7 separate regions of the Mus musculus genome follow, and all the other regions are linked to region 1. A link is a contact called in public Hi-C, HiChIP or PLAC-seq, Micro-C and promoter capture Hi-C data. All regions are on one chromosome and are shown on one strand. The core of a region is the stretch at or near the end of the contact, and the rest is flanking DNA. Distances in the headings are between cores, read along the strand shown.

Region 1 (3,079 bases), core at 366-2,865:
TTGGTGCTGTGCTGGGTCTGGCAGAAATGGAGGCAGGCCTGGTGGTGCTTATAATCCCAGGATCTGGGAGGCTGAAGAAGGATGGAAGCCAGCTTGAATGTGACACCACACACACACACACACACACACACACACACACACACACAGAGAGAGAGAGAGAGAGAGAGAGAGAGAGAGAGAGAGAGAGAGACAGGCAGACAGGCAGACAGACAGACAGGCATACAGAGACACAGAGACTGAGATCCAAGAACAATTCTAAGAATTGTTACAGAATGGATAGTTACCTCTCTGCCCACCAAACCAAACCCCCACACCAATGCCTAAGGTTCACTAAGACTCCTGGAAGGGAAGCCACAGACAGCAGACTGGAGGGTCCTACAAGACACACTGAAGTGGCCCAGGACAAGCGGTTCTCACAACCTGCCGATAAGGCTCAAAGTCTGGGATCAAGGCCTATGTGGTCCGTAGCAGGAATGGAGGGGTCCAGAGAAACCGGCAGCTCCCAGTATAATAGCTGGCAGCTGGAGTGGGAACAGCTAGAGTCTGAGCACAAGGAAGCTGTCTACTGGTTAAAATCCATCTCAACTAGGACCCCGGATCTTGACTGGAAGTTGAGCCAACCGATTTCCACACAGTAGACCCCAGACTGGGGCCTTCAACTAAACCAATTTCCAGAGTTCCCTGGAGTCCAACCATCCATCACGCATGCAAGGGTGAGATGAATGTGTTGTTGGGACAACCAATCAAAAATGAGCTGTCCAGGGGTCAGAGTCAGAAGCAGGGAATCAAGTACAGACTCATTAGGTTGTCTTTAGACTTCCCCCTGTTCCTGCTCCGTGAAGCAAAGACACACATCCTTCCCTCTGCCAAGGAGAAAGGGTGCATTTGCTCGGTTGCTCAGAGTCTCACACACTAGCATTCTCTTACAGATCAGGAATGAGCCTGCAGCAGTCTCCTCCACCCCACCCTACCCCCGTCCCCAAGGGGGGGGGGGCGATGAAGAGGATAGCAAGCGGACATCCAGATGGGCGAAGCCGGAAGGTGCAACTGGGGTGTCTCGATGAGGGCAAGCTGCCATATTGCCCACTAAACAAACTCAAAGGTGAGCGAATGATAGGCTGTTCCCATGGCTTCTATACTGCGGCTTGGACCCAGTGTATCACAGTGTATCAAAACATTCAGACCCATGGTCTTGGGATCTGGAGGAAGAGATGGGAAGGACCATTTTCACCTCACTTCAACCCCCTGCTCAGCCAGAAAAAGAGACCTCAGAATCACACACACCCCCTCTCTCCTTTTCCTCCTTTCCCCCCTTTTCCCCCTTTGGGAAAAGGTAAGGGACTGAAGACTCCAGGCGGTGGGTAAGGCGGTACAGTAGATTAGTATGCAACATCCTATTGGTTAGAGGAGCTGCCGATCAAAGAAAACTAGAGTCAGGATTGGCTGCGTGAGGCGGGGCGCGGCGTGGCGAAAGAAGGGGCCCAAGGGGTGGGGCTGACGCTGCAGCTGGCGCAGCTTCGGCTCAGAGCAGCCGCCGCGGCGCAGCAGAGCGGCTCCATCCCCCGCCCGTCCGCGCGCCCGGGCCGGGGCTAGGCCCCCCACCGCCGGGTCCCCCGGGGCTGCAGCAGCAGCGGCGCCGCCCGCGGTTCCCGCTGGGGCCCGGGCGCCGGCCCCGCTCTGCAGGATGGGCACGGTGCTGTCGCTTTCCCCTGCTTCCTCGGCCAAGGGCCGGAGGCCGGGAGGGCTGCCGGAGGAGAAAAAGAAGGCGCCGCCCGCGGGGGACGAGGCGCTGGGGGGCTACGGCGCGCCGCCGGCCGGCAAGGGCGGCAAAGGCGAGAGCCGGCTCAAACGGCCGTCCGTGCTCATCTCGGCGCTCACCTGGAAGCGCCTAGTGGCAGCCTCGGCCAAGAAGAAGAAAGGCAGCAAAAAGGTGACGCCCAAGCCAGCGTCCACCGGTCCCGACCCTCTGGTCCAGCAACGCAACCGCGAGAACCTTCTCCGCAAGGGCCGCGACGGCCCCGACGGTGGCGGAACAGCCAAGCCCCTGGCCGTGCCGGTGCCCACGGTGCCCACGACCGCTGCCACCTGCGAGCCCCCGTCGGGGGGCAGCGCAGCCGCCCCTCCACCAGGCTCAGGCGGGGGAAAGCCGCCGCCGCCGCCACCCCCAGCCCCGCAGGCGGCACCGCCGGCGCCCGGAGGCTCGCCGCGGCGGGTCATCGTGCAGGCGTCTACCGGCGAGCTGCTCCGCTGCCTCGGCGACTTCGTGTGCCGACGCTGCTACCGCCTCAAGGAGCTGAGCCCCGGCGAGCTGGTGGGCTGGTTCCGCGGCGTGGACCGCTCGCTGCTGCTGCAGGGCTGGCAAGACCAGGCCTTCATTACCCCCGCCAACCTGGTGTTCGTGTACCTGCTGTGCCGGGAGTCGCTTCGTGGGGACGAGCTGGCGTCGGCCGCGGAACTGCAGGCCGCCTTCCTCACCTGCCTCTACCTCGCCTACTCCTACATGGGCAACGAGATCTCCTACCCGCTCAAGCCGTTCCTCGTGGAGCCCGACAAGGAGCGCTTCTGGCAGCGCTGCCTGCGCCTCATCCAGCGGCTCAGCCCGCAGATGCTGCGACTCAACGCCGACCCCCACTTCTTCACGCAAGTCTTTCAAGACCTCAAGAACGAGGGCGAGGCCGCGGCGAGCACCGGGGGTCCACCGAGCGGAAGCAGCGCGTCCACCACCTCCTCCTCGAGCGCCAGGGACAGCTGCGCGACCGGAGCCAAGCACTGGACTATGAACTTGGACCGCTAGGGATTCCCAGGGGCCGCGCCCGCCCCCCGCCCCAGCCCCTCACACACACCCGGAAACCCCGGGACCATCAAGCCACCGTCGCTATTACCGCTGCTCTATGCCCAGGCTGGGCCGAGGAGGAGCCGCCCCTGCCCCACAGGGGAAGGTGGAGGCTAGGACGCCAGAGGCCGCGGTGTCTGGATTTACTGGGCGTGGGGTGGGCGTGGGGGATGATCGCGGGAAGTGCACCCCCAACTTCGTTCACCCTTTCCGTCTGTCTGCGCCTCCATCTTTCCATTTCTGCCC
Region 2 (2,957 bases), core at 113-2,612, 510 kb after region 1:
GGGATCAGTACATATAAGGCATTATTGTTATTGTTGGTGTATGCTTTATTGTCTCCCTGGCCTGTTCAAAGGCTCATTGCACAGTCATGCGAAGCTGTTTGGCCCCCACTCTATGACTAAGGACCCTGAGAGGTAGGGAGGACAAGGACATGCCTTTTGGCACCGCTTTCTCTCTGACCAGCCCTGGGTAGGACTACGGCTCCTAATCCAGGGCTCCATTTCCAAGGTTGAGCTATGGACCCCTAATCTAGTACTCTATCTCCAGGGTTTGTGTTCTAGGAGGGTCAGGGCTCAGTGAAGAGCTGCAGCAAGGTGCACAGAGAAATGTAGATGCCCTTAGGGGTCGGTGTGCGCCTTGTGCTTCAGGGAAGAGAGAGGCGAACACACCCCAGGCCTTCATCTCTGTTGGGGTCCTGGAGTGACTGAAGCTTGTCGCTGTCAGCCTTCCTTGACACCTCTGTCTCCTCAGGTGCCTGGCTCCCAGTCCCCAGAACGCCTCTCCTGTACCTTGCTTCCTAGCTGGGCCTTTCCTTCTCCTCTATAAATACCAGCTCTGGTATTTCGCCTTGGCAGCTGTTGCTGCTAGGGAGACGGCTGGCTTGACATGCATCTCCTGACAAAACACAAACCCGTGGTGTGAGTGGGTGTGGGCGGTGTGAGTAGGGGGATGAATCAGAGAGGGGGCGAGGGAGACAGGGGCGCAGGAGTCAGGCAAAGGCGATGCGGGGGTGCGACTACACGCAGTTGGAAACAGTCGTCAGAAGATTCTGGAAACTATCTTGCTGGCTATAAACTTGAGGGAAGCAGAAGGCCAACATTCCTCCCAAGGGAAACTGAGGCTCAGAGTTAAAACCCAGGTATCAGTGATATGCATGTGCCCCGGCCAGGGTCACTCTCTGACTAACCGGTACCTACCCTACAGGCCTACCTAGAGACTCTTTTGAAAGGATGGTAGAGACCTGTCCGGGCTTTGCCCACAGTCGTTGGAAACCTCAGCATTTTCTAGGCAACTTGTGCGAATAAAACACTTCGGGGGTCCTTCTTGTTCATTCCAATAACCTAAAACCTCTCCTCGGAGAAAATAGGGGGCCTCAAACAAACGAAATTCTCTAGCCCGCTTTCCCCAGGATAAGGCAGGCATCCAAATGGAAAAAAAGGGGCCGGCCGGGGGTCTCCTGTCAGCTCCTTGCCCTGTGAAACCCAGCAGGCCTGCCTGTCTTCTGTCCTCTTGGGGCTGTCCAGGGGCGCAGGCCTCTTGCGGGGGAGCTGGCCTCCCCGCCCCCTCGCCTGTGGCCGCCCTTTTCCTGGCAGGACAGAGGGATCCTGCAGCTGTCAGGGGAGGGGCGCCGGGGGGTGATGTCAGGAGGGCTACAAATAGTGCAGACAGCTAAGGGGCTCCGTCACCCATCTTCACATCCACTCCAGCCGGCTGCCCGCCCGCTGCCTCCTCTGTGCGTCCGCCCAGCCAGCCTCGTCCACGCCGCCACCATGAGCCAGGCCTACTCGTCCAGCCAGCGCGTGTCCTCCTACCGCCGCACCTTCGGCGGCGCCCCGGGCTTCTCTCTGGGCTCCCCGCTGAGCTCTCCCGTGTTCCCTCGAGCAGGCTTCGGTACCAAGGGCTCCTCGAGTTCAATGACATCCCGCGTGTACCAGGTGTCGCGCACGTCGGGCGGGGCTGGAGGCTTGGGGTCGCTGCGGTCTAGCCGGCTGGGGACCACCCGAGCGCCATCCTATGGCGCGGGCGAGCTGCTGGACTTCTCCCTGGCCGACGCTGTGAACCAGGAGTTCCTGGCCACGCGCACCAACGAGAAGGTGGAGCTGCAAGAGCTCAATGACCGCTTCGCCAACTACATCGAGAAGGTGCGCTTCTTGGAGCAGCAGAACGCCGCGCTCGCCGCCGAGGTCAACCGGCTCAAGGGCCGCGAACCGACTCGGGTCGCCGAGCTCTACGAGGAGGAGATGCGCGAGCTGCGGCGCCAGGTGGAGGTGCTCACCAACCAGCGCGCCCGGGTCGACGTGGAGCGTGACAACCTGATAGACGACCTGCAGAGGCTCAAGGCCAAGTGAGGGCCTCCCAGATCTTTCCCCTCACCCCCGTCCCCAGCAGCCCCCCTCCCCCTCGCCTGAGACCCTCCCTCCTCAGCCCATGTTTGGAAAAGGTCATTCCCCGGTGTTCGCTAAGTAGAGATCTTTCCTGGCCCCTTCTATGTAACACTGGAGTAGTAGTCTTGGGAAGGTAGACAGAAGAAATGGGGGAAATGGGGGAAATGGGGGAACCTTGCCTAGTGCACGGTGGGCAGCTGCCTGTGAAAGGATGCTAAGTTGCTAGAGTGATGATGACCATAGTCAAGGAAAGGGTCAGAGCACGTTCTGAGGGAGAAGCGAGGCTGATGAGAGCCTGGAAGGATGGATGGGCTGGGAAGAGCAGGAGGGAAGCCAGGCAGTAGTTTTAAGCTTAGCTGTGATGAGGCCCAAGGGAGGGGCGGGGATGGGGGTGGGGTGGGGGCTAGGCCCCTGGGCCTAGCTGAGGTAATGTTATTGCACTTGGTAAATGGACAGGTTTGAGTAAAGGGGACAGTGGATAAAGGCTGTGACCCATTCCACCACGATCCAGTAAAAGAGGCTGAATAATCCGGATATGGGGGCACCCCCTGTAATTCCAGCACTAGGGAGGATGATACAGAACTGCCATGAGTTCTAGGCAAGCCTAGGATACGGAGCAAATACAAGGCCAACCGGGCCTACTTAGCAAGATTTGTTTTAGAAAATTAAAAAAGTTTATTTAAACAAACAAACAAACAAAAACAGAAAAGACTCCGTACATCATGACGGTCCTGTTTCTGTTTACCCAGATGAGCAGTGTCACCTTCTTGCCACCAAAGTCACAGACATTTATTTAGCTCCTACATGGGTCAGGCTAAGCCTGGGAACACAGAGGTGGATAAAATAAAACAGAG
Region 3 (3,207 bases), core at 62-2,561, 460 kb before region 1:
ACGGGGCCCCTCTAATAATCACAGATAGGGGCGGTGGGGTGGGGGTGGAGGGCCTCTAAACAAGGTGGTATTTCTTCTAGTTCGATGGGATTTGGCTCTGCCAAGGACGAAGGGGCACGTTTCAAGCCGAGGGAACAGCACGTACAAGATACAAGGCGCCCTGAGCAGCAGAGGCTCGGCTTCTGCCAGGGTTTGGCAGGGGAAGAGGGCGAGATTTGCTACAGGACAGTCGGTAAAGGTAGGCGCCGAAGTGGACTTTTCAATCCTGGGATGTTCTCGAGACTGCAGGGAATGCTGATAGTTACAGTTGGATCACGAACATAATTTAGGACTGGAGAGGTTCATCAGCCGTTAAGAGAAGTCCCTGCTCATGCAGGCCACCTGAATGAGTTCAGGTGCCAGCACTCAAGGCTAACCACTGCCTCCAACTTCTGCTCCAGGCGATGGCGCCCTCTTCTGGCCATTGAAGGCTCCGGCATTCATACACATACACAAAAATAAAATCAATCTATCTACAATTCCACAATTTGATGAGTTTGCATAACTGGGGCTAGCAAAGAATGCCTTTGGGGGGGGGGAACGGGATATTCACAACGTTAGACAAAAGACCCATTGTAGAGGCGGTGAGAAGGCTTGGGGGTAAAGGTGTCTACTGGCCAGCCTGACTACCTGAGTTTGATGCCTCTCCCAAAGAGAGGAAGAAGAGAACTTCTGATCTCCACTCGTAGAACGTGTATCCTCCTCCACACATAAATATAACTTTAAATTTTTTAGGGGCTGGAAAAATGGCTCAGGGGCACATGTCACTCTTAAAAGGACTCTATTTCCGCTCCTAAGGCCCACACCGGCTATTAACTCCAGTTCCAGGGGGATCTGACGCCCTCGTCCGGCCTCAGAGTGCACTACAAATATGTGGAGTACATACATAAACATATATATTTTTACAGGCCATACACATAAAATATTTCAATTAAAAAAAAAACTAAAACCCATTTTACAGAAAGTTAGCGTCATCCCATTTTCCAGAGGAACAAACGGAGGCAGATCGTGTCAGCACTTTGGAATGCGTGGAGGTGGAGCCCCGACGTCCTCGGGCACTCCCCGACTGGGCGCCTGGGGCGGGCCTCAAGTCCCGGGGCTCGGTGGCCCGCAGCGGCGGGTTACGGCTGTCCGCTCTGCCACGCAGCCGCAGAACGCTCGGTCCGGCCAGCACACCGCAGGAAGAGAGGCGACGCCCCCTGGATCTCCGCAGCAACCCGGCCCGCCTCCCAGCCCGCCGGGCCCCAGAAGTGATGAAAGCTGCGGCGGAGTCCCAGGCGCGCCGAAGCCGTTGCCCTTTTAAGGGGAAGCCTTGAAACGGCGCCCGGGTTCCATGTTTGCATCCGCCTCGCGGGGAGGAAACTCCATGTTGTAACAAAGTTTCCTCCGCGCCCCCTCCCTCCCCCTCCCCCCGAGAACCTGGCTCCCCTCCCCTCCGAAGCTCGCGGGGATCCCTCCCTCCCACCCTCCCCTCCCCCCCGCGCCCCGATTCCGGCCCGAGCCGGGGGGGAGGCCGGGCGCCGGGGCCAGAGTCCGGCCGGAGCGGAGCGCGCCGGGCCCCATGGACAGCTCGGCCGTCATTACTCAGATCAGCAAGGAGGAGGCGCGGGGCCCGCTGCGGGGCAAAGGTAGGCGGGCGGCGGGAGGGCAGAACCGGACTAGGGGCCGTCCCCGCGCTGCGGTCGCTGCCGCTGTCCCGGGCGCGCGCCTCGGCCTGGCCCGGCCCGAGCCCCGGCCAGTGCGGCCGAGAGAGTTTGAACTCCGCGAGAGTCTGAGGCGCTGGGCGGGGCCTGGCGCCACCAGTGCGCTCGAGGCTTCTCGTAGTGGGGAAACTGAGGCAGAAGGCGAGCGAGGGGCTGGCGGGCTCCCGGGCGTCACCCCCTCCCCCAGTTTGGCGCCAATGGGACGAGAAGGTGGGGGTGAGGCGGCCACCCGGCCACCCGCTGAGGCTCCGCCCCCTCCAGGCTGAGGTCTGGAAGGGGTGCCGAGGTGACAGCGGGCTGGGGAGGCTTGCAGGGATCTCCCGCCAACTAACTCACAGCCAGGTTCCCACAAACTCGGGCGTCACGCGTGGAGGTGCAGACGACACCTTCGAAGGCAGAGAGCCCCTAGCCTTGCAAGACAGACTTGGGGGCCTTGTATCCAGCTGGGCACGCGACACCCAGGCTGCAACAGGCTAGGCCGGTTGGCCTCGGGCCTGTGCACGCTTGCACCCACCCTGTAAGGGGTGCTGCCCGCCTATGCGGAGCCCCTAAGGCTCGCAAGAGTGGGGCTCACCCCTCCCTCCCCTGTGTGAATTTCAAGATTGGGAAGTCACTCCGGGTTTGTCCACTGTCCAGTTCCTCGCTCTTTGGGGGTTGGGGGGGGGGTGGCCTGGAGGCAGAAAGGATTAGAGAAGAGGCTTGGTGGGGGTAGGTCTGTCAATTTAGACAGGCCGCTGCAAAGAGACGGGGCGGGGTGAAGGAGGTGGGGCCGGTGGGGCTGACAGCCCTGGGACACTGGCCTCTGGGCCCAGGCTCAATGGGGACTTTGGACTCACTGGGTAGACAGAATGGAGGGAGAGTGGGAGTGGACGACAGGGCCCTGAGCCCTGAAGGTCCAGAGCAGGGGATGCTCAGGTAACGTCCACCTGTGGGGTCAGATGATTGAGAACCAACCGTGAGAAAAATCGGTCCCCTCCTTAAGCCATCTACTTCTTAAAGTGGCTGCCTTCCTAAAAAGCCACACCAGATTTCCTTAAGACGCTGAGCTGCAGGGGCCCTGAAGTGGCCCGTGGTGGGGCTCATGGAAGCGGGGTTCTCTGGAGGACAGCCAGCCAGAGCCACCCCCATGTGTCTCCTGATGGAGGGAGAATGCTCACATTCTCTGTGCTCAGGGATTTGAGACTGGAGTGCATGCAGCCCCTGCAGGCCAGTGTGCCCACATTCACGTCTTGCTTCAGGTGACCAGAAGTCAGCAGTTTCCCAGAAGCCCCGGAGTCGGGGCATCCTCCACTCCCTCTTCTGCTGTGTCTGCCGGGATGATGGGGAGCCCCTACCTGCCCACAGTGGGGCTCCCCTGCTGGTGGAGGAAAATGGCGCCATCCCTAAGGTTTGTGGCAATTTGGATGCACCGAGACCTAGCCGGAAGTAGACTTGGCAGATACAGATAGGGGTATAGGCCCGAACT
Region 4 (3,224 bases), core at 148-2,647, 330 kb after region 1:
CCTGGGGCCCAGAGCCCCAAGATAAATAGCCCTCCAGAGGTCACATAACGCAGGACCCACAGGCCAAATTGAACCTAGAATGAAAGAGAGAAGGGGCTGGAGAGATGGCTCAGCGGTCAAGAGCACTGACTGCTCTTCCAGAGGTCCTAAGTTCAATTCCCACAACCATTTGTAATGCCATCTGATGACCTCTTCTGTTGTGTCTGAAAACAGCTACTGTGTAGTCATATACATAAAATAAATAAACCTTGAAAAAAAGAAAGAAAAACCAGAAAAATAAAACAATGACAGAACAGGTGTGAACCACTACCCAAACCTATTGTATTACTTCTTACAACACTCAGATGCTTACCAGGAGCCTAGCAACAGGTTTTTTTTTTTTTAATTAAAAAAAAAAAACCCACAATGACTCAGCACAGACACACCCCATCCAATGCTGGGTAACCCCACCAGCTGGCTATCAGCTTCCAGCCACCGCCAGACACTCCATTCTTTTTTCTAAAGCATGGAGCCAGTTGGTCCTGACACAGTACTTGTCAAATATCAGTGTATCTCCTTCCCATAAGGCTCCTTACCTGCTGGCCCAGATCTGCTCTGGCCCACCACCACTGCGGGCTGTTCCAAGATACTAGGGCCAAGTTCTCGGCTGCAAATGTCACAGTCCAGAGGAGCAGGAGACCCAAGCTATGCCTGAACTTCATCCAGACGCCCATTGCCAGACTCTGCCGTGCCTGGCTCCGTTCCACCACGAGCAGCCACAAGCCACAGACGCTGGCCAGACTCTCCAGCACAGAAGCCAGCAGTAGGTAGCCTGGCAGACGGACCCCCCGAGCAGTGCCCACTCGGCCAGCCAGACCAGCCAGGGGCAGTGCCATCTGAAGTGTGGCCAGAAACAGCTGCAGCACATATGGGGCCACCCGAGGGCCAGCCGCCCAAGACAGCTCTTCTGGGCCAGCAGGCACCTCCCGACGCCTGCGGGGAAGAACCAGCACCAAGGCCAGTACCCCCAGAGTCAGGAGTGTCGAGGGCACTAGCGTGAAGAAGAAGCAGGGACTCAAGCCATTCTGAGTCCAAGCGGGCCCCGCCGGCCCTTCGGTCTCGCAGTAGTTGCCCACAGTCACCATGGCGATGTGTGGCTGCTGGCTGAACTTGAGGTCACTGCACAAAGAGTCGGGCTGACCCTTCAGAGAGGGCCGCAGATGCCAGGGTGTCCTGGGACATGGAGCTACGCCGCTTGGGTCGCGGGAAGGGACGCACGTGGACCTGCTACACTGCCCACTCTCTTCACGCACGCGCCGCTACCACGCATACTCACGCAAGCCACGTACGCCGTGCTTGCCGGTTCCCACTCGCTAGCAGCTGGGACCCTAAGGCTCGGAGCCGCCGCACAAAAATGTTGGGTCCTTTACGGCAGCGGCCCCGCCCACCAGATCTATCCAGGGTTCCCATTGGCCAAGGGTAAGGAACACAAATAGGGCTGAGAACCGACTGGGTCACATGTCCAAGGCGGGAACTCTAACCTGAATCTGACTGGAGACTTTGACCTCCACAGAGTAGTGCGTCCGAATTTGCACTCCCCACCCTCCACCCCCGCCCTTTATAAAGGCATTACACCGAGGCCTCCCTGGTCTCTAACCTGCTTCAGTTCCCTCTATTATAGTGCTAAAGAACGAACTCAGGGCTTCACACATTATCAAGCTACTGAAGCACACTAGAAACAGCTCTTCTCTGAGTCCTAGTTCTGTTCCCGTGGTCCTGCAGGCGTACTTGTTTCCCAAGCCTCCCGGCCAGGACTCTTTTACAGTCCTAAGACCCCCCCCCCCCCCCCCAAACTGCTGCGTGGGGGAAAAAAAAAGATGCCACAACCAGATCAAAGTCCCTTCTTTATTAAGGGTTATCAAGCTGTACAGGGCTCCCACCCTGTCTGCTGTGGCCTGCGACAGTAGAGTCCGCCACCTTCAGCTTAAGTTTACCTCCCACAGCTGAGCTGAGCAGAACTGGGGAAGGGAGTGCAGGAAGGGTAGGAGCTGGATCCCAGCATGCAATGTCGAAGCCCTAGGCTAGGGTGAGTCCATTATCCCTCCATTCTCCTCTTGGTAAGTGAGGGATACTGGGCAGAGCTGGGATGTATATATAACTGAGGTCACACTTCTGCCCTGCCAGCCCCTCTGTGCAGGTGGTAGGACTACATAGAAGCAGCCAGGAAGGCCTCACACTCCCAAGTGCTCGTCCTAAAAGTTGAAGAGGGTAATAAAGAATTTTCATCCTGTTCCTGCAACTTAGTAACCTTCCATCTTAGTGTCAAAAGATAGTGAGGGGAGCTGGGAGCTAGGGCTCTCACCCCAACAAAAAGCCAAAGCCAAACAGAAGGGGGGCAGGTGAACAGAAGGGGGGGTGGTCAAGCAGCACACATGCCAGTGATGTGCAGGGGGGAGGGAGGCTGCAGCGCAGGTTGAGGTGAGGACTGGAGGTAAGGGCCACAGCCTGAGCTGCTCAGCTATTCCAGGTTCTGGAGGGTGGGGAGGCTAGGCTGCAGGGATTGAGGGTTCAGGCCCTGCCTCCCCACTCCACAGTTGGCACAGGTTCTTCTGCTTGGCAGCACTTCTGTGGCAGGAAGCCCTCTGGAGACTTGCAGGGGTGGATGCAAAGATGGCAGTACTGGGACTGGGCTGGGGACCAGTTTCTAGCACCACACTCTGAGCCAAGGGAGTCCTGGAGACGAAGCTAGACTCTTGTGTGCCCCTAGTCCTCATATTCTTCCTGGACTATGGTAAGCCCAGCATTGGCACCTCCCTTGGCCAGGCAGGAACACACAAAACACCACACGTGGGGCCAGGCGACACTCAGAGAGTCCCTCTCATGGCAGACAGAAGGGATGGCAGGGCAGCTGCCACCTCCATCCTGGAGCATGGGAACCAGCTACCGCCTTGCCTATACCTGTGGAGGAAAGGAAAGACCGGTAGTACAGATAGTCTTCAGCTATCGTCTTGCCCCAGAGGAATCTAGAAATAAAGGAAAGAAAACGCTGGAAGCTAGGGAAGTTAAGTCTTGAACTTCAGAGCAGTAAAAAGAAGAAAGTGGGTTTTTTGCTTTTCAAAAATGTATTTGTGCATGAGTGTTTTGTCTGCATCGAAGTCTGAATCAGCCGGCTGTGGTGGCTCACGCCTTTAATCCCAGCCCTCAGTAGGCAGAAGCAGGTGGATTTCTGAGTTCAAGGCCAGCCT
Region 5 (2,774 bases), core at 29-2,528, 360 kb after region 1:
AGAACCTCCACTTTTAAGTTCCATCTGGCCCTGAGGGATCAATCCCATCTGGCTCCTCTCCCCACCTCCACCCTCACACTCTGCGTTGCTTCACCACCTCCATCCTCGCCTCAGCCCACATGGAAATAGCAGCGATAATACGGGTAAACGCTGACGGCAGGGGCAGGCAATACAGGTATACATACTGGAGCCCTGGCAACTTAAGGCTACATCTAGGTGGTCCATAATTTAACCCCTGCAACGCCCAGGTCTATAGAACCTGTGCGCCTCCCTTTTCACAACCAAATGGCGCGTGGGGGCGGGGTGGGGCACGACAATTTCTAAATACCCAGAAAAGGAAGTGGAACCTGCTAGGAGGCCCTTGAGGAAACCCGCCTTGCTGCACAAGCCAGGGGAACGCCATCTGTACCTGGGCCCTACGTCTGCTCTCCCACTGGAGTCTTTCCAGTTACTTCCCAGTTGAAAGCTCGGGTTGGATTTCTGCCCCCGCTCCGGGCTATAAATACAAACCCCTTCATACACCTCTCTCCCTTCCCCCGCCACCTGGCCGAGGCCGGGGCTGTCGATCAGCGCCAGCTGTCTCTGCCTGTTCTCCGAGCACCCGCGAGCACCCGCACTCGGGTAGGAGGGGCCCGCTGGCCTCCCGAGACCGAACCCCATTCCCGCCACCCCTCCTGGCTCAGGAGGGGGTGCTGAGTCATGTGGGGGGTGTAGATGGGAAGAAGGCACACGGAGGAAGACGGGGTGCGGTACCAAGTAACCCCTTAAACCAACCGGCGCCAGGCACGTGTTCGGTCAGTTCCAGGGACTCACTCAGGGGGTATGGGTGGCGGGGGCAGCTGAGCAGGTCTTCTGCTGCCGGAGGAGAGCACTGGGTACGGAACCTCGTGACTCCCCTCAGGAGGGTTGGAACACAGACGCTTGGTAGGGCAGGAGGACACTACAGAAGGGCTCCTCTCTGCTAGTGAAACACCCTCCCTCAGTCCCCAGCTTCTGAAGGTGGACAACACACTAGGTCAAAGTCACCGGGAGAGGTGGGGGAAGTGCAAAACTCTTACATCTCCTGGAAACTCGGAATGCTAAGGAAAGGGTCTTCAGATCTCTAGTGGAAGGTTCCCCCAGAGAAGCGGGACATTTGTTTATAGGACCGGAGAGATCCTGGCGGGGCCTCACTCACCATGATGAGTTTGGGCTGTACGTCTCACGTAGAGTCGGGGTCACGGGTCTCGGTGAGATCTGCGGAGCTGCAGTGCCGCACCGCTCTTATAGGCAGGAGGCGGGACCTGCGCGCTCAGCCCGCCCACCATGGGGCGGGGTGGTTTAAAGACTACATCCCCGTCAGGATAGGTGGCCACCAGGGGAGTGAAACCTAGGCGTATCCCCTCCCCTTGCCGCTCCGGATTCTCTCACCTGTCGGGTTTGGCTTAGAAGCAGCGGCCCATATTCGTTCCTAGTTTTGAGCCGATGTCCCGGATTCCGAAGGTCCGAAGCAGAGACGCAGGGTGCGGTGGCGGAGCGTGTCTCGAATGCACCCGCGTCATGTAGACGCTCATGGTGCAGGTATTCCGATTTAGGGCGGATGAAGCTCAAGCAATCCTTCAAAAGCGGCTGTCCCCGGCCTTCTCCGCTGTCCTCCCAGCGTCGCCTCCCGGGCTCGGGCGGGTTGGGCAGCTGGGACTGGTCGCCCGAGACCCCCTTACAGCAGACCGCCGCCTGCTGGTCCCCGGCCGAGTTGGTAGGCTTTCGCCCACACCTGTAGGAGGCCGAGGACCTAGAACTACAGAGCCTGAGCCCCAGGGTGCCGATCCGGTAGACTATCCCTCAAAGCCGAGCGGCGCAGCCAATCTGTGAGGGCCGACGCGAGAATCTGCCACCTTTCACCGGCCAGGCCACTCGCTGGTCAGAGGCTCCGTCATTAGCGCCGTCACTATTAGTTAGCTCCCCGCCTCGACCACCTACCTGCTGCGGTGGAGCACAGAACCTGGAGCCTCTGGAACAGCATCCGGTCGGCCTTATGCAACCTTGGGCAAGTGACTTAGTGTCACTGAGTTCTTGGCTTGTACAGTCGAAGAGATACCTCCTTTCTACGTTTTATTTCCATTTCGTACTAGGACAGGCCTTTCTAAAAACTATTTCTGCTTTCTCAGACATACATCACCCCCACCGGAAAAAAAATCCCTCAGGAGGAGCCCAGGTGCTGGTTTTCATGGCCATAAAAATTCTGACTCCTAAGGTAGTCATCACTTGAAAAAGATTTCACCAGCATGGGCTTCCATTCTCTTCTTAGGGACAGAGCTGTTTGTCAGCATAACACAAGGCCGAAATATATACAGCAATGGCAGACGTTCTATCAACAAAGTAGCTAGTGGCATTTGACTTAAGAGAAGTCATAGAAAAGAATACAATACATTTCACAAGATCTCTTTCTAGTCCTTGACATCTGGTTAGGAGAATTTCGTTGGGAGAGGCTGAGTGTGTAGTTCGGTTGGTAGCATGCTGTCATCATTTGTGAAGTTCTGGGTTTGATCCCTAGCACCATGGTTGGGAGAGGGTCTCCTCTGTAAAAAGAAAATGGACACGGACATTTGGTTAAGCCGCTTGCAATCATGGGTCATGGTCTGTGCAAAGGAATGAGTCTTGATGATCACAGGACACAGTGGCCACTCTGAAGATCTTCTCGTTTCCTATGAACCCACACGGCACAAGGGATAGAAAAAGATCTGAACAATTAGGCAAAACTCTAAACCTGTTTGGCCTTCAGATTCCGTTCTTTG
Region 6 (2,990 bases), core at 311-2,810, 380 kb after region 1:
CCTGCACTACACAGAAGCAAATTCTTAGCCACCTTCACCTTCATCTCTCTTTCTCTATTCAGATTTGAAGTCCCACTTAGTCGTGACTTCTCATTGGCAGAACTCATCTTGTGCCTGCACCCTTAGATCAGGGAAGCAAGAGCCTCAAAGTTCTGTGGTAGATACTTCATCTCTTATTAAGGCTGAAACAACCAAAATTCCCCAAGTGTAGGTAGGAAGTCTCTAGATGTAGGCAGGAGTTCAGAAGGTGGGGAGACAGGAAAAGGGGACAAAATGACGGCAGCCTTCCCTTGGTTGGTGCTCAAGCTGTTGCTTTGATGAGATGTCCCCAGGTCACCTGTCCTGAAACACTGACTGGACTCATACAACCATTCCTGCTTGGGTCATGTGTGACACCAGAAAGCATTATGCTAATAACAGCTTCCATAAACCATGCTTCATTTGACTTCTAACAACTCTAGGTGTTACCTATACTTAAGGGGGAAAACAGGCCTTGGATGTTCCCAAGTCACACAGCAGCATCCGGTTGCAAGGCCAGGTCTCCCTGCTCTCAGAGTTCTGAGTTTCCCAGTGGGTTCTGCTGATAGGCTGTGTGTGTGTGTGTGTGTGTGTGTGTGTGTGTGTGTGTGTGACATCCCATGCCATTTTTTATCCCTCCCCCAGTGCTGGGAATTGAGGCTAAGTAAGGTCTGGCGGCTGCTGGGCAAGCACTCTACCCCTAAGCTATCCCCATAGCTTTACATTCTTAGTACCTTCTGGCAGCATCTACTAAGAAAACAGTACACTAATGTCTAGGAATTGGCCAGATGGAATAAAACAAGACCCACTTCTGGAAGGTTCCCTTTTCCTGAGATCTGAATCCAGAAATCATTCTGAGGCTAAATAGATCTACTTACGATCAGCTGTGGAAGAGAAACGTTGAGTCTACTAATTTCCTCATACTAGGCTCTTCTACCTCACCCTTTCTAGGTCAAAAATGTTAAAAGTCTTCCAAGTGTTATTCGGCTGTCCAACTGATACGTTTCAATTCTGACTAAAGACTAAGGGGATGACGAACGAAGGAGGACACAATTCTTACCTTGTATAATTTACATTCTACTGGGGGAGATAGATGATCATCAAATAAATGTTAATTTGTGGCTCTGACAGTGTGGAGAAGAAAATGCCACGAGACTCTATAAAAAGCAGGTCTGACCTACTCAGGGGAGCCAGGGCAGCCTCTTTTGAAGACTTAGCACTGGAGCTAAGCTATGAAGAAGGGTTAGGCCCAGAGGAGACTCGGTGAGTCTTGGAGGTGATGGCCTGGGGGAAGTACTCAGGGATCGTGAAGCACTTTTAGAGGCCAGCGACAGGACAGGGGACCCGCACCTAGCTTGCGGACCGCCCCTCTGCCTGTGTTTGAGAGACTGCGTCATAGCTGGAAAGATATAGCCGACTTCAGCCTCCTAAGTCCCACCTGGGAATGACGTCGCCTGGGTGAAAAACTAAAATAAACGGCTCCGCCCTCATCTCCCAGCAGCCCCTGCAGCGCCCCCGCCCCCCCCGCCCCCGCCCCCTCGTGTGACCGGCCGAGCCGGCCCTCTGAGTCTCTAGTAGTTTCCAGGGCGCTGACGCATGCTTGCGCACACAACCCAGCCTGGCGTGTCGTACGCAGTGGCCGCGAGCCGGGCAGCGGGTGCTAGGCGGTTCCCCTGCGGGGGGCAGGGGCGGGACTCCCGGCAGAGGAGGTGCGGTCCCAGCTGGGTCAGGTTGGGGGTTCAGATCGGGTTACTAGACTTAGGGGGTTCGGGTAGGGCTCCCCACTCCTGCCGTGAGATAGCCCTGGGCACCGGCCTGCGGGACCAGATAAAGGCTGCGAAGGAGCCTAGTCACTGGCCGCAGGCGTGGCTCCCCGGCCCGATTCCACCTCGAAGTGTCGCCTGCCTGCCCGGGGTTGCGGCCGCACGGAGCTGCGGTGCCTCTGTCGGCCTGACCCCTTCTCTCCCGCAGCCTGGAGGAGGGACGTCTGACGCTGAGTTGCCATGGCATCCTACTACGAGATTCTAGACGTACCGCGGAGTGCGTCCCCTGATGACATCAAGAAGGCGTAAGTGCCTCGGCTGTGTTACAGAAAGGCTCTGACCCTTGTTCCCCGCCCCCCTGAGTGCCAGGGGCCCTTTAGAGGTCTGGCTGAAGGGAGGAAGGAGACCCTTGGGAAAGTACGAAGACCAAGTCCAGCCAGGGAAGAAGAGCTGACCTTCTTTAGCGTCCTCTATACACCCAGCTCCCCTCTCCTCCAGCTCCTACATGTGGGCTTGCCCAGGTTGCAGTGCTAAAATGCCCAGGCTATGAGACAGGACAGTGTCTCCACTCTCCCTGTGGCTATAGATAGCTCTATCAAAAGAACCCCAAGAAAGGGCTTATGGCAGGGACTTTCCTTTTTACTCATATCCCTGGCACACCACAGGGAGAGAAACCCCTGAATACAGGCTGCAGTCGTGAGGTATTCTGGGATCGGGGCAGTGAAAGGGTGTTGGACTAAGCAAAAAGGGTAGTCGGTGGGCAAAGCCTACATCAGTCTCCTGACCCTCCCTCTGCACTCACTTCCTGCAGGTACCGAAAGAAGGCTCTGCAGTGGCACCCAGACAAGAACCCGGATAATAAAGAATTTGCTGAAAAAAAATTTAAGGAGGTGGCAGAGGCCTATGAAGTACTATCTGACAGTAAGGCTTGGGGTCCTGCAGGGACCGGCATGTCCCCCTGCTTCCATTCATTCTTGGTACTCCTTCCTAAAGCCACGCCTCCATCCCGTCTCCTCCATGATTTTATTTTAGATAGTGTTTAATCGCCTCCATGTTATGTCTGTCTAGCAGGGTCTGAAGAGCAATTTGGGTCCTGATCGGGGAAGGTCATAGCTTTCCTGCCAGGCCAGCTTATCACCCCCATTTTGTAGGCTAGTAAACTGAGGCTGAGAGAGATGAAATAATTTGCCCATTTCTTGAGCCAGAATA
Region 7 (3,071 bases), core at 46-2,545, 420 kb after region 1:
AATAAAACAAAACAAAACAAAACTCTTTGTCTTGCTATGTATCTCAGGCTAGCCTCAAATCATAGGTCTTCCAAGAATGGGCAATTCTCTCCCTCACTCCATTCAGATAGATTCACAATACAGTTTCCTGGCCCTAGAAAGAAGTAGAGGTTCTAGTGTCCTGGTAAAAAAGAGAACTTCCAAAGAAGAGGCTATGTTCAGTCTGAGAGGGTGTCTGGTAAAGTACATGGGGAAACCAGGATCCACAGAATGGGCTGGAGCTGTCCGTGGTGCTGAGGAGGGTCAGATGTAGTCATTGCGGGCGGTAATGACAACGCCTTGGCACCTGCACTTCCCACCCCCCATTCTACTCCGTTCCCACCCTGCCTCAGTTCTCCCCTTGTTTGACACCAGATCTCCACCCGCAGTGTTTTGCGAATCCTCTGCATTGGCTTCCAAACCCAAGAATCCCGCAGGGAGATGGGGCGTCAGACTAGGACTTTGTGCAATGGTCTGCGCAGGTATTCTGAGGCTGCGCAGTCTTTCCCCGACTGTTACCAAGTGAGTGCCGGCCAGGTCCATCCAGGATGGCGCAGATCAGAACAGGAGGAAGTAGAATGGTCTCCCTCCAACCTGTTTCACCCCAACCTAGCTTCCCCCACTTCATGAAACCGGGTCCAGCCCCTGTACTCTGCAGGTTTATGGCTGAGCCTTGATTCTGTCTCTCAGCCCCACCCACTTATTCCCTTGATAAGATAACCAAATACGAGCACTCCTGGTTTTCCACTTAGTCCTGGTTATCTCTTTCCTGACCCCCCCCCCCCCGAAACGTCTGGGGTGTACTGCAGCCACCCTTGGCTCATCTGTTTTTCCTACTCTTTCCCCAACCCCCAACCTTTCCCTGGGTCGTTCCTTCTGTCTAGACCCTGAACACCAAATGCCAAGACTGCTTCTGTCCCGCTGAAACCCTCTGCGTTTCTCTATTGTCATCCTAAACGGTTTTCCTCCTGAGTCTTTTAGCCTTGAAGGCCAGAACCTCTGCTCTCAGAATTGCTCTCTGGCCTGTCCGCACTCCCCACCCCCACCCCAAGTTCTCTCCTGACCGTGGGCGTTTATGTCGCTGCAGCTGCCTGGACGACTGTAAAGCAGAAGGAAGCAGACCAGTAGCTGAAGATGCCCGGAGCCCGCGGGCTTTAACGAACTCTGCATCTTGGCTGGATCCAAACTCACGGTTCCTCGAGCTAGGTCGTAGTGGAAGTAGCAACAATAGCCAGGGGGCCTGTGCCAGGATGTCACTTTTCACCCTCTAGCGCTAGAGACGCGACAAGAGATCTGCAGAGCCCTCCTCTGCAATTCGGCCAATCACAAGCAGGCTCTGCCCCTGCAGCTGCTTACCCAAGTTAGCCATCCTCTTTGGCCTCTCTCCATTCTACCTTTTGGAATTTCTGCCCCCCACCCTCTACACACTTTTCCAGATAAGCCGCCATTCTCAATCTCCAAGGAAGGAGAGACTGATTGCATATGAGATGGGGGTGGAAATGGAACCAACTTCATGTGTTTGGTTGTGATATTTAAATATGAACTGCGAGGGAAGAGTGAGCACTCAGCCTGATGACTGGTTATTGCCTTCGACCTCGTTTTCTCTTCATCCATTTAAAATCTTTTAGCAACCATATGGGTTCAACCCGCAAAACACTGAATGTCCATCCTTATTTTCCCACAGCCATTGTGGTTGCCCAAATCCTAACCACCGTACACTTTAAAATAGATCTATTTCGATAACTAAGTACCTGGCACACTGCCACTTGTCCCGTGCCATGTTTCTAAGCTCCAATGTTAAGTTTTGTTGTAAAGTGGGTGTTTTTTGGGTTGATGCTTTGTGGAGTCTCTGGATTGCATTGTCTTTCTTCAGTATTTACTGCTCAGGGTGTTTTGAGACTCGGTGAGGTGTTTAGGAAGACCCTCTAATTTTGTGGGTTCTGGCTCCAGGCTTTGCCTCCTTAGAACCGTGGCAGCTGCCAAAATCTTTGCTCAGATATCTGGCTTTTCCTTTAGGCTCTTGGAAATCTCACCCCTGTGCATGTGCTATTTAGAAGATAGCTGAGAATTTAGGGGAGATTTGCATTCAGATTTCAGGTTCTCTCTCTGTAGACCACTCATTACCCAGAATTCCTCTTCAGTTTCTGGCTGCCTTGGCACCTAAGAACCTGCAACTCTGCTCCCCAGCCTGTTCCACCATTACTTTCTGCTAGAGTCTGTTGGTGCTGAAGGGAACGGTGAACTGTCCGCCGTGTCGTGGGGGGAAATGTAGAACTCACCTGGTGGAACATTTACTCACCAAGGGTTATGATCCCAATCACTTTTCTTCCTTTTGTTTGGACTCTGTGTCTTCACACAGTTTCATTTGTCTTTTGCCTGGAAAAAAAAAATATATATAGTCAGTATATATTAACAGGACTGTCTGGCACAAGGTGTTTTCCCACGCCAGGATCTGAAAGTTTGTTGTCACCGATTATATGCTTAACATTTTATTTTTTAAATGATTTATAGAAGCAATTTGAGAGGTGCTATAAAACAATGAATTGGCATATACCACCCAGGAGGGAAACTTAAGACTCAGGAAACCATAAAGGGAAGCTTGTTAAGACTCAGAGAAATTTCTTTTCTTTTTTCTTTTCTTTTCTTTTCTTTTCTTTTCTTTTCTTTTCTTTTCTTTTCTTTTTTCTTTCCTTTCTTTTCCTTTCTTTTCTTCCTTCCTTCCTTTCTTTTTTTTTCAAGAAAGGTTTTTTCAGCCAAGGGATATCTAGTAACTCACTCTGTAGATCATGCTCGCTTTGAACTCAGAGATCTGTCCGCCTCTGCCTCTGCCTCTGCCTCTGCCTCTGCCTCTGCCTCTGCCTCTGCCTCTGCCTCTGCCTCTGCCTCTGCCTCTGCCTCTGCCTCTGCCTCTGCCTCAAGTGCTGGGATTAAGGATGTGCAACACATCCTTAACAACACATGTGGCACAAGACTCAGAGAATTCTAAAAGAGGGCTTCTTAAGACTCAATGAACAAACAATTTAGACGCTCCAGGAAGTTGATGAAAATGATCA

Evidence for each region. A called contact is a pair of places that touch in the nucleus more often than the background predicts. HiChIP or PLAC-seq counts read pairs in DNA pulled down with a chosen protein or histone mark. Capture Hi-C pulls out chosen DNA fragments and counts their contacts.
Region 2: a promoter capture Hi-C map of pancreatic islet shows a contact between it and region 1. The contact joins the promoter of Des here to the promoter of Cdk5r2 in region 1. A contact is called at or near these places in 2 of 39 promoter capture datasets (the HPC-7 cell line and hematopoietic stem and progenitor cells), 2 of 484 Hi-C or Micro-C datasets (bone marrow-derived macrophages and embryonic stem cells) and 2 of 9 other capture datasets (adipose tissue and pancreatic islet).
Region 3: a contact with region 1 is called in a Micro-C map of embryonic stem cells, with 4 times the contacts expected there. The contact joins the promoter of Ctdsp1 here to the promoter of Cdk5r2 in region 1. A contact is called at or near these places in 3 of 484 Hi-C or Micro-C datasets (all in embryonic stem cells), 2 of 115 datasets of contacts at active chromatin or transcription factors (embryonic stem cells and pancreatic cancer cells) and 1 of 9 other capture datasets (pancreatic islet).
Region 4: a contact with region 1 is called in an H3K27ac HiChIP or PLAC-seq map of embryonic stem cells, with 2.3 times the contacts expected there. The contact joins the promoter of Abcb6 here to the promoter of Cdk5r2 in region 1. A contact is called at or near these places in 2 of 39 promoter capture datasets (cranial neural crest and embryonic stem cells), 2 of 115 datasets of contacts at active chromatin or transcription factors (embryonic stem cells and pancreatic cancer cells) and 2 of 9 other capture datasets (adipose tissue and pancreatic islet).
Region 5: a promoter capture Hi-C map of pancreatic islet shows a contact between it and region 1. The contact joins the promoter of Tuba4a here to the promoter of Cdk5r2 in region 1. A contact is called at or near these places in 4 of 39 promoter capture datasets (the 3T3-L1 cell line, the C10 cell line, cranial neural crest and 1 more), 3 of 484 Hi-C or Micro-C datasets (embryonic stem cells, forebrain and nephron progenitors), 4 of 115 datasets of contacts at active chromatin or transcription factors (astrocytes, embryonic stem cells and pancreatic cancer cells) and 3 of 9 other capture datasets (adipose tissue, liver and pancreatic islet).
Region 6: a Hi-C map of rod photoreceptor shows a contact between it and region 1, with 2.5 times the contacts expected there. The contact joins the promoter of Dnajb2 here to the promoter of Cdk5r2 in region 1. A contact is called at or near these places in 2 of 39 promoter capture datasets (the 3T3-L1 cell line and the C10 cell line), 1 of 484 Hi-C or Micro-C datasets (rod photoreceptor), 2 of 115 datasets of contacts at active chromatin or transcription factors (embryonic midbrain and pancreatic cancer cells) and 2 of 9 other capture datasets (macrophages and pancreatic islet).
Region 7: a contact with region 1 is called in an H3K4me3 HiChIP or PLAC-seq map of stem cell-derived neural progenitor cells, with 2.2 times the contacts expected there. The contact joins the promoter of Resp18 here to the promoter of Cdk5r2 in region 1. A contact is called at or near these places in 16 of 39 promoter capture datasets (the 3T3-L1 cell line, the C10 cell line, the HPC-7 cell line and 10 more), 4 of 484 Hi-C or Micro-C datasets (bone marrow-derived macrophages, cortical neurons, embryonic fibroblasts and 1 more), 3 of 115 datasets of contacts at active chromatin or transcription factors (bone marrow-derived macrophages, pancreatic cancer cells and stem cell-derived neural progenitor cells) and 3 of 9 other capture datasets (adipose tissue, liver and pancreatic islet).

What each region holds. Positions count from the first base shown.
Region 1 is chr1:74,853,414-74,856,492 of GRCm38.p6, forward strand. Cdk5r2 (cyclin-dependent kinase 5, regulatory subunit 2 (p39)) reads left to right here and starts at 1,616. Exons shown (of 1, transcript NM_009872.3): 1 at 1,616-3,079. The coding sequence starts at 1,685. The coding sequence ends at 2,794. It overlaps Gm16582 (predicted gene 16582), which reads left to right. Exons shown (of 4, transcript NR_151618.1): 2 at 930-1,102.
Region 2 is chr1:75,358,930-75,361,886 of GRCm38.p6, forward strand. It overlaps Des (desmin), which reads left to right and starts at 1,363. Exons shown (of 9, transcript NM_010043.2): 1 at 1,363-2,063. The coding sequence starts at 1,489. RefSeq lists cis regulatory regions at 1-2,011, 1-1,474, 427-1,595, 870-1,036, an enhancer at 426-825, silencers at 825-870, 1,037-1,324 and a promoter at 1,325-1,405.
Region 3 is chr1:74,390,298-74,393,504 of GRCm38.p6, forward strand. Ctdsp1 (CTD (carboxy-terminal domain, RNA polymerase II, polypeptide A) small phosphatase 1) reads left to right here and starts at 1,312. Exons shown (of 7, transcript NM_153088.2): 1 at 1,312-1,667; 2 at 2,981-3,129. The coding sequence starts at 1,601.
Region 4 is chr1:75,178,995-75,182,218 of GRCm38.p6, forward strand. It overlaps Abcb6 (ATP-binding cassette, sub-family B (MDR/TAP), member 6), which reads right to left and starts at 1,398. Exons shown (of 19, transcript NM_023732.3): 1 at 576-1,398; 2 at 1-74. The coding sequence starts at 1,124. Atg9a (autophagy related 9A) reads right to left here. Exons shown (of 16, transcript NM_001288612.1): 16 at 1,867-2,937. The coding sequence ends at 2,932.
Region 5 is chr1:75,218,016-75,220,789 of GRCm38.p6, forward strand. It overlaps Tuba4a (tubulin, alpha 4A), which reads right to left and starts at 1,279. Exons shown (of 4, transcript NM_009447.4): 1 at 1,178-1,279. The coding sequence starts at 1,180. It overlaps A630095N17Rik (RIKEN cDNA A630095N17 gene), which reads right to left. Exons shown (of 3, transcript NM_001243090.1): 3 at 2,080-2,558. The coding sequence ends at 2,445.
Region 6 is chr1:75,234,863-75,237,852 of GRCm38.p6, forward strand. It overlaps Dnajb2 (DnaJ heat shock protein family (Hsp40) member B2), which reads left to right and starts at 1,561. Exons shown (of 9, transcript NM_001159883.1): 1 at 1,561-1,727; 2 at 1,990-2,086; 3 at 2,593-2,702. The coding sequence starts at 2,022.
Region 7 is chr1:75,277,120-75,280,190 of GRCm38.p6, forward strand. Resp18 (regulated endocrine-specific protein 18) reads right to left here and starts at 1,296. Exons shown (of 6, transcript NM_009049.2): 1 at 1,083-1,296. The coding sequence starts at 1,188.